3 separate regions of the Pan troglodytes genome follow, and regions 2 and 3 are each linked to region 1. Evidence: chromatin contacts called from public Hi-C data. All regions are on one chromosome and are shown on one strand. Each heading gives the region's core, a stretch centred on a gene start, on an enhancer-like site or on the middle of the called end of the contact. The rest is flanking DNA. Distances are from core to core; before and after follow the strand shown.

Region 1 (4,232 bases), core at 820-3,319:
CTATTTCCTGCAGGTGGGGGAAACCTCTGTCCTCAGAGATCAGACAAATCCTCAGAAGTTTTCCATCTGCTGTCACCATCTCACCACAAGACCAATTCTTCCACTCCTCTACAGATCTCATGTAGATCCATTGACAAACTTCTAAAAATTAATTACATTTTTTATGAAATAAAATTATAAGAAAAATGAAATACAAAATACTAGGGAAGATATTAAATATTGAATTTGTATATAACTTCCAAATTAAATCATTTCAAATGTTTTAATGAGAAACTTGAGTTTGCTTCTGGAAATATTTTTTTAATATCAGGTTTTATACTGGAAATGATTACACACAATTGATCAACTGACTCCACAGAAATAAGCAAAACTTTTAACGAGGAGCTTTTCAAATTCTTGACAGGCACCATTAATGAGACAGTTTGCTCTCACGTACGATAAAATATTTAAAATCATTTTTAGGCGAGTATTTAACGCAATGATTGAAATTAGATTTACAGAATTGAATGGGTCGTTTCTTTATTGACAAAAGTAACACTGGAATTTCTTTTGCTAAAGCCGGTGTGTGTAGGAACCAATCAAACTTTTCCCCATCAAGTATTTCAAAATAACCATGCAGCTCCGGTCTGCAGACCAGAAACGCACTGTTGGAGGAGGCAGCCTGCAGTGGTCCTGGATGCCTCCAAATGGGCAAAGCAGGAAGGGCAGAAATATCCAACTGCATGTGAAATCAGATCCAGGGTCACTGGATCTCGCCGCCTCCCGCCCTGCCCCCTACCTCCTTGACCCCAGCCTGGGCTGAGGACACCTTGGACATCTGGAACACAAATCACAGACACTCTAAGGGGCCCTTGATGACCTGAACAACGGTGTGCTCTGCAATCCACTGCTGTTAAGTGTCCAAGGGGGAGGGAACTTCCTTGACCACACCCAGCCCATTTCAGCAGAGTAGGGAGTGCCAGATGCCACACATCCTGCCAGACACTCTTAGGAAACTCAGGATGCCCTCCTTAAATCCCTCCAAGGAGCCCCAGCCCAGGCTGCTCCCTGCCAGAGACAACTAGCCCAAGAACTCCAGATGCCCCAGGGGCCACTTGGCTGCTCGGAGGGTGAGTAAGGATGGGGGCATCAGTATTTCCTGGTCCATCAGGTGGGAGAGTCTGGCTTGGAGGTGCCACCTGCTAAGAGAAGCTGAAGGTCTGGAATTTACCAGGAGGAATTTTTAGCCAGCTTTAGAACAGTGTTGGAGAGCTGTGCTTGGGAGAAGGGGACCCAGTGGCAAAAGAGCCAGTGCCCAGAGTTAACGTCATTGGGATGGTCAGCCAGCAAAAGCCACATGGATAATGGGGACTTGGCCCACATAGGACCTGAGGCCCCTTCCCTTCTATCCTCCTAGATCTACAAGAACCCTCTGAAAGGATCTGAAAAGTACATGGGGCCAAGGCTTCGCTCCAAACCACCATGCAGGCATCAACCACAGGAATGAGAGGCCTGAGCTGAGACCGGCATCCTTATTGTTGAGGGAGAGGAGGAGGGAGAGACCGGAGGCAAAATTAGAGAGGAACCAGCCAGGATGGAGAGAGTGAGATTGGGAGAATGAGACAAACGGAAGTAAAGACAGAGACCAGGAGAGAGAGGCAGAGAGCTGGACCTGGGAGAGATACAGATGGAGAGAGGCGGAGATGGAAGGAGCCGAAGGGACCAGAGAGAGCGTGGACGGGAGGAAGACAGACACGAAGAACTTAAGAGGGGAGCGTGCCCAGGATGGGAGCGAGCCAGAGAGGAGGGGGCGGCGGCGGCGAGAGCGGGCGGGGGACACGGGGACCGGGAGACGCGATCCGGAGAGCGGTGGGAAGTATTCGCCTCCGTTCCTCAAACACAGGATGCGAGCGCCCTTTGGAGAAGTCGCGCTCGGCGGAAACGCTAACTCCCCGGCCAAGTGCAAATGTAAAGAGGCCCTGAGAGCACTTTGTGCAAATATCAGGCCGGGAAGTGCTGCGCCCGCGGAGCTGCCGGGCACCTCGGCGCCCCCGCGCCCTCGGCTGCGCGCTAATTCACTTTGCCGTCACCTCTCGGGCGGGGTCGGGCGGGCGCGGGCAGCCGGAGCGCGCAGAGGGCGCAGAGCGCCTCGCAGGGCCAGGGGCCGCGGCCCTGCCTAATGGAGCAAAAGACAGATCAGCAGAAGCAAGGCAGGTGGGGCGGGAGCGGGAGCGTGGACATCCGGCACGAAGTCAGAGAAGAAGCCGCAGAGACTCGGAGGAGAGAGCGCTGGGCTGCTCAGGACCTGGCCTCGAGTTTGGGGCTTCCAGGTTGTCAGGAATGGAGACTCTCAGCAAGACCTCCACAGCCTCCGTTTACTCCTCTATAAAATAGGAAAATAAAGCCTTTCCTGTTCACCTCAGGGGGCTTTTGTGAGGCTGGAATGTGAAGTGATTTGGAAAGCAATAAAGTTCATATATGCCAACTCCTGATAACAATAGCTAACCCTTTCACAACTGTGTAGGTGAAAAAGGGCTCTACAGACATTTGCTCGTGTGGTCCTTACAAATACCATCACTTATGCCCATTTTACAGATTATCAAACTGAGGCACAGGGAGGTTAAGTCACTCATCCAAGGTCAGACAGCCGGTAGCTGGCTGGTGAACCCCGACAACCTGGCTTCAGAGTCTATGCCACTCTATAGTGCAGGGGCAGATTTTATTAAGGCCCACATTTTACATATGAGCAAACGGAGGTTCAAAACGCTGGGGCCATGCTCTATGTCCTATAGACAGTAAGTAGCAAAATCAGGACTTGGGGCTTCAGGCACAGAAGAGTACATGGAAAGAACATGGACTGTGGGGTTAAGTAACTTAGGTTCAGTGTCTTGTTCTGCTGCTGTGTAACATCAAAGTGTTGATTTAGCGTCTATAATGGGGGGTATTGACCATGTCCATCAGATTACTGTAAAGATTAAATGAGGAACCTGACACATAGTTGGCACTCAGTAAGTTCATTTGGTCAATGTCTATCCAGACTGTGCTGGGTCCTGAGGATGCGGTGATGACAAAGATAACAAAGTCCCCTGCCCTAGGGGGACTTGCCTTGTCATTGGGGAGACAGAGGACAAATAAACAAATCATTACAGATGGTGCCTAGGAAGGCTAGGAAGGTAATGAAGAGCATGCTAGAATAAATTCATATAGGGAAACGACTGCACACAGGAGATCTAGGAAGGCCTCTCTGAGAAGGTGATATTGAAGTTGAAAGATGAGATGAAGCCAACCAGGAGGAGAACTGGGAATCGTGTCCAGGATAGAGGACAGCCAGTGCAAAGGTGCTGGGGTAGAGAAGAGCTTGGCAGACTCCAGGAACTGGTGGCAGAAGCAGAGTGAATGGAAAACACAAGGGCAGAAAAGGGGTTCAGAGGCTGTGTCAGCCGGAGATTTTATCCTAAGCTTAATGAGAAGTCACAGAAGACTTTTAGGTAGGGGTGACATGATCCAATTAAAAATCACCCTGGCTGCCACGTGGAGACTGGAGAGGAGCAAGAGTGAAGGCAGAAATTGTTATAGGAGGTGAGGGTCTATCCAGGATGGAACCAAGAGATGTCAAGGGAGAAGAAAAGCTATGGATGGATGTAAAAATATTTTAGTACCATGTAAATGCTGACTGCTGCTCACATTTTCATCATCGATTAGTGCTATCTGGTCTGAGGCTCAGTTTCCAGGTCTACTGGAATGAATGGGTTTCCCACGTCCCACTGGGAACACAGGGCAGTGGCTCTCAGTTACTTCCTGAGCTGGGTTGAGGATCAGGCTGGCCCACTGCTCGTCAAAGGCCATAGATCAAATGACAGGTCTTGGGACTGTGGGCACTGACCCCAGGACCCAGAGACCGGAATCTTTGCAGGACTGGCTCTCTCTCCTCCATCCTCCTCCTGTCTGCTGGGTTAGGCCTGTGAGGGTGGAAGAAATGAATCAGCCATGGCTTCAAGGTGAAGTATTCAGGGGGGCCGGTCACTTTGGAGGAGATCTCAGGAGAGAAAGTGGGGATTTTCCTGTTGTGTTTCTTTAAGCATTTGTTGTTGAAATGGAAGTTACAATCCAAGCTAATCTGAATAACAGAATCATAGGAAAAACACCCTCTAACCACAAAAATGAATATTCAACATTCCCACCTTATCTTCTTTGCTTTGTAGGGCTGTTTCTCAGCTGCATATTAAATGGCCCCTTCATGTGAAGCTGGCAGA
Region 2 (4,232 bases), core at 825-3,324, 550 kb before region 1:
GCTCACTGTCCTCTCCCCCATGCTGCTGACTGTGGGGCACTGAGCAGTTAGAGCTGCACGTCCTCCAGCAGGGAAGGCAGCCAACAGATGCAGACTCGCTCTGCCTACCTGTGGAGGCCGGTGAGGCCAGGGCCTGTTGGGACTTGAAACAGTGAGGCAAGTGGGTGTGTGGTGCTGGGCTCCCCGCTCAAGTTCTCCCAGCATGCCAGTTCCCGGAGCCTTATGTGCAGGGTGTTGGGGAAGGGTGGGCTGAATCGTGGGTGGGAATCTTGGCTCAAAGCCCCAGGTGAGTGGAGGAATTGGGGGTGGACCTGAAGTACTGTCTTGAGGCGGACCTGGCAGGCCTCTTGGGCTTGTGCAGCTGCCTCCCCGGGTCAGAGGGTGCGCCCTCTGTACCCAACCAGGTCTTCACAGGTCTGTCTCAGCAAAAAGTGCAGGGAAGGATCAGAGAGAAGCTGTAAAACAAAGGGAGGCAGAGCTTCCCTTCCCAAGCCTACTGCTGAGAGGTTGGAGTGTAGAGGAGGCTGCCTAGTTCATGCTTCTGCCTGTTCTTTCCTCAACTGCTCTGGCCAGAGGGAAGAACGTCTCCGCTGCTTCTCAGGCTCCCTGTAAGGAATTTCCTGGCTCCCTATTCCTGGATCCATCATCATCACATTTAGGAAGTCGTGTCCAGTCTACTTCTCCTAGGTGAAGCATACACCTAGGTCTCCTTGTTCATCTTGTCCGCTTCGTTTAATGCAAAGGGAACAAACTGCTTGGGGCTGGGGTGGTTGCACAGTCCAGCCCTGTGCTCCTGCGTGGTGGTAGGAGAGGCTCGTCCAGAACGGAGCTAAGGACCCAGCTTTTTCTAGGCAAGAGGAATATATCAAGGGAACTGCTGTGTTTGGGGGTAAGCAGAGGATGGAAAGGGCTTCCTTTCCCCTCCCTGCATCTGTCACCTGACGGCCATGCTCAGATCGGGTTAATGAAACTGTGGTGCCCCAGGCAGCTGGGCAGCACCCCCCTGCCCTGAATCAGCCTGAGTCATTTACAGCTTTCTCCCAGTTACCCCAAAGGCTTCTCTCAGAGGTGACAAATGTAGGGGGTTGGTTTCGGGTTTCATGTTTTCACATCACTGGGTGGAAAAAAGAAGAAAAAAAAACACCTTTCCAAACCAAAAAAACCAGCTTCTATAGCAGAAACAACTTGTCCCGAGAGCACTGAAAATTTCCCCATCCTCTCTCCTCATCTGCTCAGAGACACTGAGACCAGTGATGGAGGGGTTAAGGGGAGGGGTTGGAGTCAGGCTGAGTGGAGTGTTGGGGACAGCCCCTTTGGAGGTGGCAGCACCTGCCTTCCTGCTTATAGGCAGGGGAGGACCTTTGCAGGGCCCTCCAGCTCTGAAGCCTGTGGTCTCCAGTGCCCAGAGATGGATTGCCAGGGCACGGGACAGTGAACTCAGGGTGGCGAGGGACCAGGGAAGGAAGGGACCATCTCCCCTCCCTAGCTAATTTGATCCCAGGAGGTCTGGGACAGGTGTCCCTCCCTGGCAGAGGGTTCTTGAGGTGGAGTGGTAGGTGGAATATAGAAGGTCCATCTGGCACATGGAGCCTAGGGGGCAGCACCCCCTCCTCTTGCTGGCTGGTAGCATTGTAGACCACCCCAGCCCCCCGCCAGGGGCAGATGGTCTCCATAGCAGATGGAGACTAGGCTGGCAGTGGCAGGATGGGCTTTCTAGTCTCAGCCTGGCCACTCTGGCTAATAAGACAATCCGGGGGCAGTGACAGGGCTAACTGCTGGTGTGTGTGTGTGTGTGTGTGTGTGTGTGTATGTGTGTGTGTATATAGGTGTGTAGGAGAGGGAGCCCTGGCCTTATTGGGCCATTCTGGGGGAGAAGTAAAGAGGAATCCCAGACAGAGTCAGTGGATCTTTGGGGCCCCCTCAAGTTTGCTGTGTAAGCGTGGCAGGCTCTCAGTGCCTGGGCTCCTGAAGCTGCCCTGGTTCTTGTGTGAAGGGGCCGGCTCCTGGGCTGGGAGCCTCTGCTGCAGCTGGAGCCTGGACTGCTTGATTTAGACCCCCTGCCAGGTCCCCAGAGCTCAGGGCCTGGGCAGCAGCTCCTCCCAGAGGACGCGCCCGTTTATTATGCGCTCCTGCTCCCTCATGGCTCAGGCAGGCAGCGGCCTTCATTAGCGGAGGAGCTGGGGTCTGTTTTGGCTGCCTCATCAGCATCAGTGAACTGCGTCCCTGCGAGATTTGATACAATTTAATTAACCTAATTAAAAGCTCTGATTGCAGAGATGATTGGGGTAGCGCCAGCAGCGACTGCATATTTATAATGAGCTGCAAGGTGTGGGACCGCAGCCAAACGCCACGCATCCTAATGAGCGGGAGCCGGGAGCCAGGGAGCGGGAGAGGGAACGTTTATTTTTGGCAACAATGCCCAGTTCCTCCCTGCCAGGGAGTCAGAGACCCAGGGAGCAGAGACGGACCTGCCCACTGTGCTCTTCCGCACAAGGTGGAAGCAGAAATGTGTGCTCTCCACCGGTTCTAGGGCCCTTGGACGCCCCAGGAGCACACAGTGCCCGTGTTTCTGTTTGTAGAGTAGGGGGCTGGGACCCCAGCCATGCACTTTTCCTGCCTCTCATCTCTGGGAGTCAGGGGCTGCCTTCTGAACCGGGGCCTTGCTGTGAGGAAACAGGACCCAGCAGAACCACCTTGTTTCCAGGCTCCAGGATCCCTGGGCTGTTTTCTCAAACTTGCCAAGGAAGAGACAGGGGCTGGCAGGACTGAGGCTGAGAGGCTGCTTGGGAGTCAGAAAAGGGGTCTGCATATCCAGGAGTCCCAGATGAAGATCCTGGGCCTGGGACAGAAAGGAGAAACAGGAGGGGCAAAATTCCCACTCATCCTGGAAGCTGGGGACCCCTGTCCCCATCTCCTCACTCCCTTTGAGGACCCTGCCCAGGGAGGCCAGCTGCCCTGGACTCTTCCTGTCTTCTCCCACTGCCTCTGTCTGGGGAAGTCTTGGTTTGTCTGACTCAGCGTTTCCGCTGTAAATCACATCTAATAATACCGAGAGTGAGAGCTGAGACGGAGGTGCTGTGGGTGAAGGGGCACCGGGGAGGAGGGGCGCCGGGGAGGAGGGGCACGCCGCCTAGGTGCCAATGGGTGTTGTTCAGGGAGGGAGCTCTGAGGCGGCAGGAATGGGGGCTGGGCCCTGAGGAAGAAGGTGGGAGCAGCCTGCCACCCCTGCCCCCATTCCTGCTCTGGAGCTTGTGTAGGTCATGAGCTCAGCCAGGCTGGCCCAGCCCCCCAGTGCTTTGAGTGCCGCCAGGACAAGATGAGATTTGTCCCAGCCTACCTTGCAGAGTTGCAGCTGTTTAGCTCCCTTATCAATCTTCTCTGTGGGTTTAATCATCTCTCTGTCATCCTGCTGGGGCAGCCCTCCCCTAACTGAAGCCCCCAGAGGGGCTGGAGCTTCTCAGCCCCAGCTTTCCTCCAGTCCCCCTCCCCCAGACAAGCATCTTTCCCCACCTGACTTCCCTTATGGGAGACAGAGGGTGGGCCAGGGCGGCTTTGCTCCAGGTTTAGTCTCAGTGGCAGGGGTGAATGTCCTTGTGTTTGCAAGATGTAAACAGGATGAAGGGTGGGTAGAGGTGGCACTGGCAGAGAATTTGCCCCAGCTGGGTCCTCAAGGTCTTTGACTCCATTCCAGCCTGGGTAGAACAGGGCCTAGAGGTCGGCTATGAGGGCTTTCTGCCCAGAACCAGGAGATTCTTGCGTAGGTGCACGATCCTTCCCTCCTGCCAGCCCCTTAGGAGCTGCAGCCAGCCAGCCAGCTCTGGCCTCCTTCCCTGGGTGGGTCCTGTGGGGCTCAGGGGCCCGTGGGCAGTAACCACGAGCCCACGGCTTTGTGTGCATCTTGGGAAGGAGGGCGCACAGGAGTCAATGGAGCCTGTGTTGTGGTCCAGGCGGGGAGCCAGGGCGCAAGGGGTTTTGGGGCTGCCCCAGTGCTGACGTGCAAGATGACCTTCAGGGCCGCGCTTCGGCCCTCTGCTGTGCTCTCCTTCCCTGCTGAGCATCTGGAGAATGGGCAAGGAGGTGGCATGGGATGGGGTATGTGCCCCCAGAGGGAACATGAGAAAGAGGGCCCTTCTTCCCCTGCTCCCCACTCCTCACCCTAGGCCTTCTCTGTGCAAATGGAAGGCCAGCGCCTCCCCATTTCTCAGAAGGGGATGTAAAGTCCCAGAGAGGGT
Region 3 (4,232 bases), core at 642-3,141, 530 kb before region 1:
AGGGGATGGAGAACTCTCCTCGCTTCGTCCTCTCTCCCGGGGAATCCCTAACCCCGCACCGCGTTACCTGTCGCTTTGGGGAGGCCGCTGCCGGGATCCGGCCCCGAACAGCCCGGGGGGGCAGGGGCGGGGGTCGTCGAGGGGATGGGGGCAGAGAGCAGGCGGCGGGCAGGATGCCCGGGGTGAGTTGGCGAGTTCCGGATCTTCGCTCCTCTCTCGGGGCTCGGGCGACGCAGCCTACCGGGCTGTCTTCGCCGCTCACCGGAGAGGGTCGTCCGGGTGTTTGGTTTTGTTCGAAAGTTTCTGGGCTTTTTTTTTTTTTTTTTTTTGTAAAATCCAAAGCAACCGAACAAAAAGAGTCCAGGCCGCGCGGGCGGGCTGCGCGCCCGCGCCCTGCAGCGCGCCGGCGGGGGCCCGGCCCGCGGGGTCACTGCACGGAGCCGGGCAGTGTGTGGTGGTGGTGGTGGTGCAGCGCCGCCGGCGGGGGCGGTGGGGGCGCGGAGGGTGGCGATGCGCCGCCCCCGCCAGGCCCTAGCTCCCCAGGCGCGTATACATCGTCCATGGGCGGGTGGCCCGCGCCGGCCGCAGGGGTCATGCGCTTCTCCTTCTGCCGCCGGTTGCAGAACCAGACGCGCACCACCTCCTTCTCCAGCTGCAGGCTGTCTGCCAAGCCGGTGATCTCGTGCGCCGAGGGCTTGGGGCACTTGAGAAAGTGGCTCTCGAGCGCGCCTTTGACCCCCACCTCGATGGACGTGCGCTTCTTGCGCTTGCGGCCCTGCGCCGCGATCTTGTCCAGGTTGGTGGGGCTGCCGCTGGACGAGTCGGTCTCCTCCAGCCACTTGTTGAGCAGCGGCTTGAGCTTGCACATGTTCTTGAAGCTCAGCTGCAGGGCCTCGAAGCGGCAGATGGTGGTCTGCGAGAACACGTTACCGTAGAGCGTGCCCAGCGCCAGCCCCACGTCGGCCTGCGTGAAGCCCAGCTTGATGCGCCGCTGCTTGAACTGCTTGGCGAACTGCTCCAGGTCGTCCGAGCTGGGCGCATCCTCGTCCGAGTGCTCGCCCACCGATGAGCCGCCGCCGCCCGCGCCCGGGTGGAGGTGCGCCGCCGCCGCGTGCAGGCCGCCCGCGTGTGCATGTCCGTGTGCGTGTCCGTGGGCGCCCAGATGCGGCGGCGGCGACGGCTCCAGCTGCGCCTCGTGGCCGTCCTCGTGCAGCGCGTGGTGCAGGCCCGGCCCCGCGCCGCCACCGCCCGCCGCCAGCATCCCGGCCAGGCCGCCGCCGCCGCCCCCCGGGTAGGCCGCCTGCGCGTACAGCCCGAGCGGCTGGGGCTGGTGGCCCCCGCTGGCCCCGGGCGAGGGCGACATGGCCGGGCCCAAGTGGTGCGCTGTGCTGCCCTGCGCCCATGCCGCGCCCGCGTGGGCCGCCCCCTGGTGCACCAGGCGCGCGTGGAAACCTCCGCCGCCGCCGCCGTCGTCGGCTCGGCCGGTGCCGCCGCCGCCTGCCTTGCCGTGTTCTAGGTGCGGGCCACCGGCCCAATCGCCGCCGCCGCCTCCTCCCGTGGGTAGCCACTGGGGGTGCGCTAGGCCCACGGGGTGGCCCGCGCCCGCGCCCAGCCACTCGTGGTGCATCAGCTTCTGCACTTCGCGGTACGCGGCCCCTGCATGCAATCGCTCCGCGGCCGCCGCCGCCGCCGCCGCCGCCGCGGCGTCCGGGTGCATAAGCGGCCCGGTGCCCCCGGCTCCGCCACCGGGGCCCCGCGGCAGGTACTGCGCGGTGGTGGCCATGCCGCCCCGCGCCCTGCGCCGCGCCGCCGCCGCCGCTCCGCTCCGTCTGCGGGCCCCGCCGCCTCGCTCCGCCGGCTTAAAGCCCCGACCCGCTCGGCGCTCCGGAGCCCCACCCCGCCCGCCGCCCATTGGCTGCCCGCGGAGCCGCCTCCCGCCTCCCCGGCCCGGCCCCCGCCCCCCGCGCCCGCCCGCCACCCTGCCCGGCCGCCCAGAGCTCTCCATTGGGCGTCGCTCCCGGGGTCCCGCGCGCCGGCCGTGCTGATTGGCCGCCGGGGCTTCATTCACGGCCCCCCTACCGTCCGCGTACACACTCACGCCCCGGGGGCGCGGCCGCCACGTGGGGAGTGGCGCGGGGGTGGCCCTGGGACCGCACCCCCTCTCGTCCTGGCTGTGTGGGCCCCGCTTTCCCCCAGCGCTGGAGACTCTGAGCCCGGCCGGTCCCACATTCCACGCGAGCTGAATTCCCGCCCGCATCCCGCCCGGGCAGCAGGGATTGCGGGCTCCGGGAGGCGCTCGGGCTCCGAGAAGCGCTCGGGCTCCGAGAAGCGGCTCAGCCCCGCGCCCCTCCCTCCTCAGTACCGCTGCCGGCGGACCAGGATTCCCGCGGGTCCTGGCGGCTGCGAGCGCGAGGCGGCGCGGATTCGCGGCTCGGTTCCGGCGCGACTGCTCACCGCGCCCGCCTCGCCTCCCGCGGCTGCCAGCGTGCACTGGGCGCTCCTCGGCGCGTCTGCCCGGCCCGTCTCGGCTTTCCTTCTCCTTCCTCTAGTCCCAGCGTCACAACTCCGCCGACCTCCTCTGCCCTGAGAGCGCGTCCGGTGCGGGCGGAGTCGGATGGACTCTGGCTTCACGCCTCGCGCGGGCACACCTTCTCCCGGGCACTGAGGCCCAGGTGAGTACCGCGCGGGCAGCTGGGGCTGGGACGGCGGGCGGCAGCGGTTCTACAGTCCTACGCGAGCCCCTGGTACCCGGCCGCGCTCCGGGGTTCCAGAAGGAGAAGATCTCGAGGTGGAGACTCTGGCTCCGGGGAAAACGCTGCTGGCAAGGGCGCTAGTGGGGGGTGGACGTTGGGCCCAGGGGTATCTGACCTGCGCCGCTGCAGCCTTCTCGCTCCTTCTCCCAGCTTGAACGGCTCATCGGCTGTGGTCGTGGTGGGATCACGCCCCGGGAGAGGAGAAGGATGGGCTCAGGGAAGGGGCTCGGGCTCTCCAGAAATCCGGCGTGCAGGCCGGGAGCTGTCCAGCCTCGCGAAGAGCCCTGGGCTAGAGTTTGCCCGGACTTGCCTGGAGCTGCTGAAAAGGGAATTGAGATTGAGGAGGCCTTGTTGGAAAGGTGGGCAGTGGAATTTAGCTACCTCCTCACGCCCCAGCCCTTGAGGACTCCCTGAAGGATCTTGAGTGGAGTCGGACCTCACTGCAGTTCCTTTGTGCCTTCTTACCCGACCTTGGGCCCCAGGCTGAGGGTACCGAGCTGTGTTTTCTCCTCTTCCCCACACCGAGGCTTGGGTCCCAGGGAGTCTTCAGCTGCCAGTCCTCCCTCTTTTCTCTCCTGGATCTAGCCTCAAGTGGATTTATAGCTTACAGGGCCCTGGGGTCCCAGATCACAGAACTGAGCTGGGGGCCCAGCTAGGGCCCCACTGGGCAAATCAGGTCTGTGGAATAAAGCCTTAGATTGAAAAAAGTTGCTGGGGGCTCAGGTGGCAGCTGCCATTGGGACGATCCAGGGCGGCTGGGACAGAGTTGACAGTGACAGGGGTCACCCTGGGCACAGACTTTGATCATGTGGGCCCTGAATGCCCTAGGACCAGCCAGGGAAGGAGTGGGACAGAGCAGGGCCCTTATCCTGCCATTGGCCACTGTCCTGAGCAGGCTCCGTGGTCCCATCCTAGCTGTAAGAGCTGCGATGGAGCTCTGTGTCTGAACCGAGCTAGAGATACTGGGCTTTCCTGGACTCTGGCCCAGGGAATGGTCACCTTGAGGCAGCCCAGGTCTTTCACCTTTCCCAGGCCTGGGAGGTAGGAGGAAGACTGGGAATTCCGCAGTGAAGTCCATGCTCGTGCCAGCCCTAACCAGGCCTGTGTGATATTGAAGCTTGGGCTTTCAACCTGGAGCTGCCATCATCTCCCTGGGCAAGAGTAACTCTGGTCTAGCCTTCCTAGCTCTTGGTTTTCCTTCCTGTATGTTGGGAATAACAGTACTATAGGCAGCCTACCTGTCTCACTAAGGTAGGTCAGATAGTTATGTGAGACAACGGGGGTGTAAAGCTCTCAGATAGGTGTTTACTTTGGTCGTTTCCATTGTTGCTGTTCAGTGACAGGCAAGGCATTCCCCCTCTCTAAGTAAATCTCAGTTTCTCCACCTGTAGCGTGGGATTGCAGAGGTTTGGACCAGTTGACCTCTCTGGCACTTCTTACTCTCATGGTCTGTGATTCTGTGAATCTGTCTCAGTTCCT

The links. A called contact is a pair of places that touch in the nucleus more often than the background predicts.
Region 2: a Hi-C map of induced pluripotent stem cells shows a contact between it and region 1, with 1.9 times the contacts expected there. The contact joins two enhancer-like sites. A contact is called at or near these places in 2 of 7 Hi-C or Micro-C datasets (induced pluripotent stem cells and stem cell-derived neural progenitor cells) and 1 of 1 datasets of contacts at active chromatin or transcription factors (stem cell-derived excitatory neurons).
Region 3: a contact with region 1 is called in a Hi-C map of stem cell-derived neural progenitor cells, with 2.8 times the contacts expected there. The contact joins the promoter of POU3F1 here to the enhancer-like site in region 1. A contact is called at or near these places in 2 of 7 Hi-C or Micro-C datasets (induced pluripotent stem cells and stem cell-derived neural progenitor cells) and 1 of 1 datasets of contacts at active chromatin or transcription factors (stem cell-derived excitatory neurons).

Annotation. Positions count from the first base shown.
Region 1 is chr1:192,410,343-192,414,574 of NHGRI_mPanTro3-v2.0_pri, reverse strand. No RefSeq gene overlaps it. Among named protein-coding and RNA genes, the nearest start is that of RRAGC, 280 kb to the right of the region's middle. Within about 2 kb of position 2,069, at least 3 of the 24 cell types and tissues checked have an H3K27ac peak or open chromatin away from gene starts, as enhancers often do. A contact at or near this core is called in induced pluripotent stem cells and stem cell-derived neural progenitor cells, where this site is marked.
Region 2 is chr1:192,960,268-192,964,499 of NHGRI_mPanTro3-v2.0_pri, reverse strand. No RefSeq gene overlaps it. Among named protein-coding and RNA genes, the nearest start is that of POU3F1, 18 kb to the right of the region's middle. Within about 2 kb of position 2,074, at least 15 of the 24 cell types and tissues checked have an H3K27ac peak or open chromatin away from gene starts, as enhancers often do. A contact at or near this core is called in induced pluripotent stem cells and stem cell-derived neural progenitor cells, where this site is marked.
Region 3 is chr1:192,942,501-192,946,732 of NHGRI_mPanTro3-v2.0_pri, reverse strand. POU3F1 (POU class 3 homeobox 1) reads right to left here and starts at 1,891. Exons shown (of 1, transcript XM_009454161.5): 1 at 1-1,891. The coding sequence starts at 1,783. The coding sequence ends at 428. It overlaps LOC104007392 (a long non-coding RNA gene), which reads left to right and starts at 2,041. Exons shown (of 5, transcript XR_681614.5): 1 at 2,041-2,672.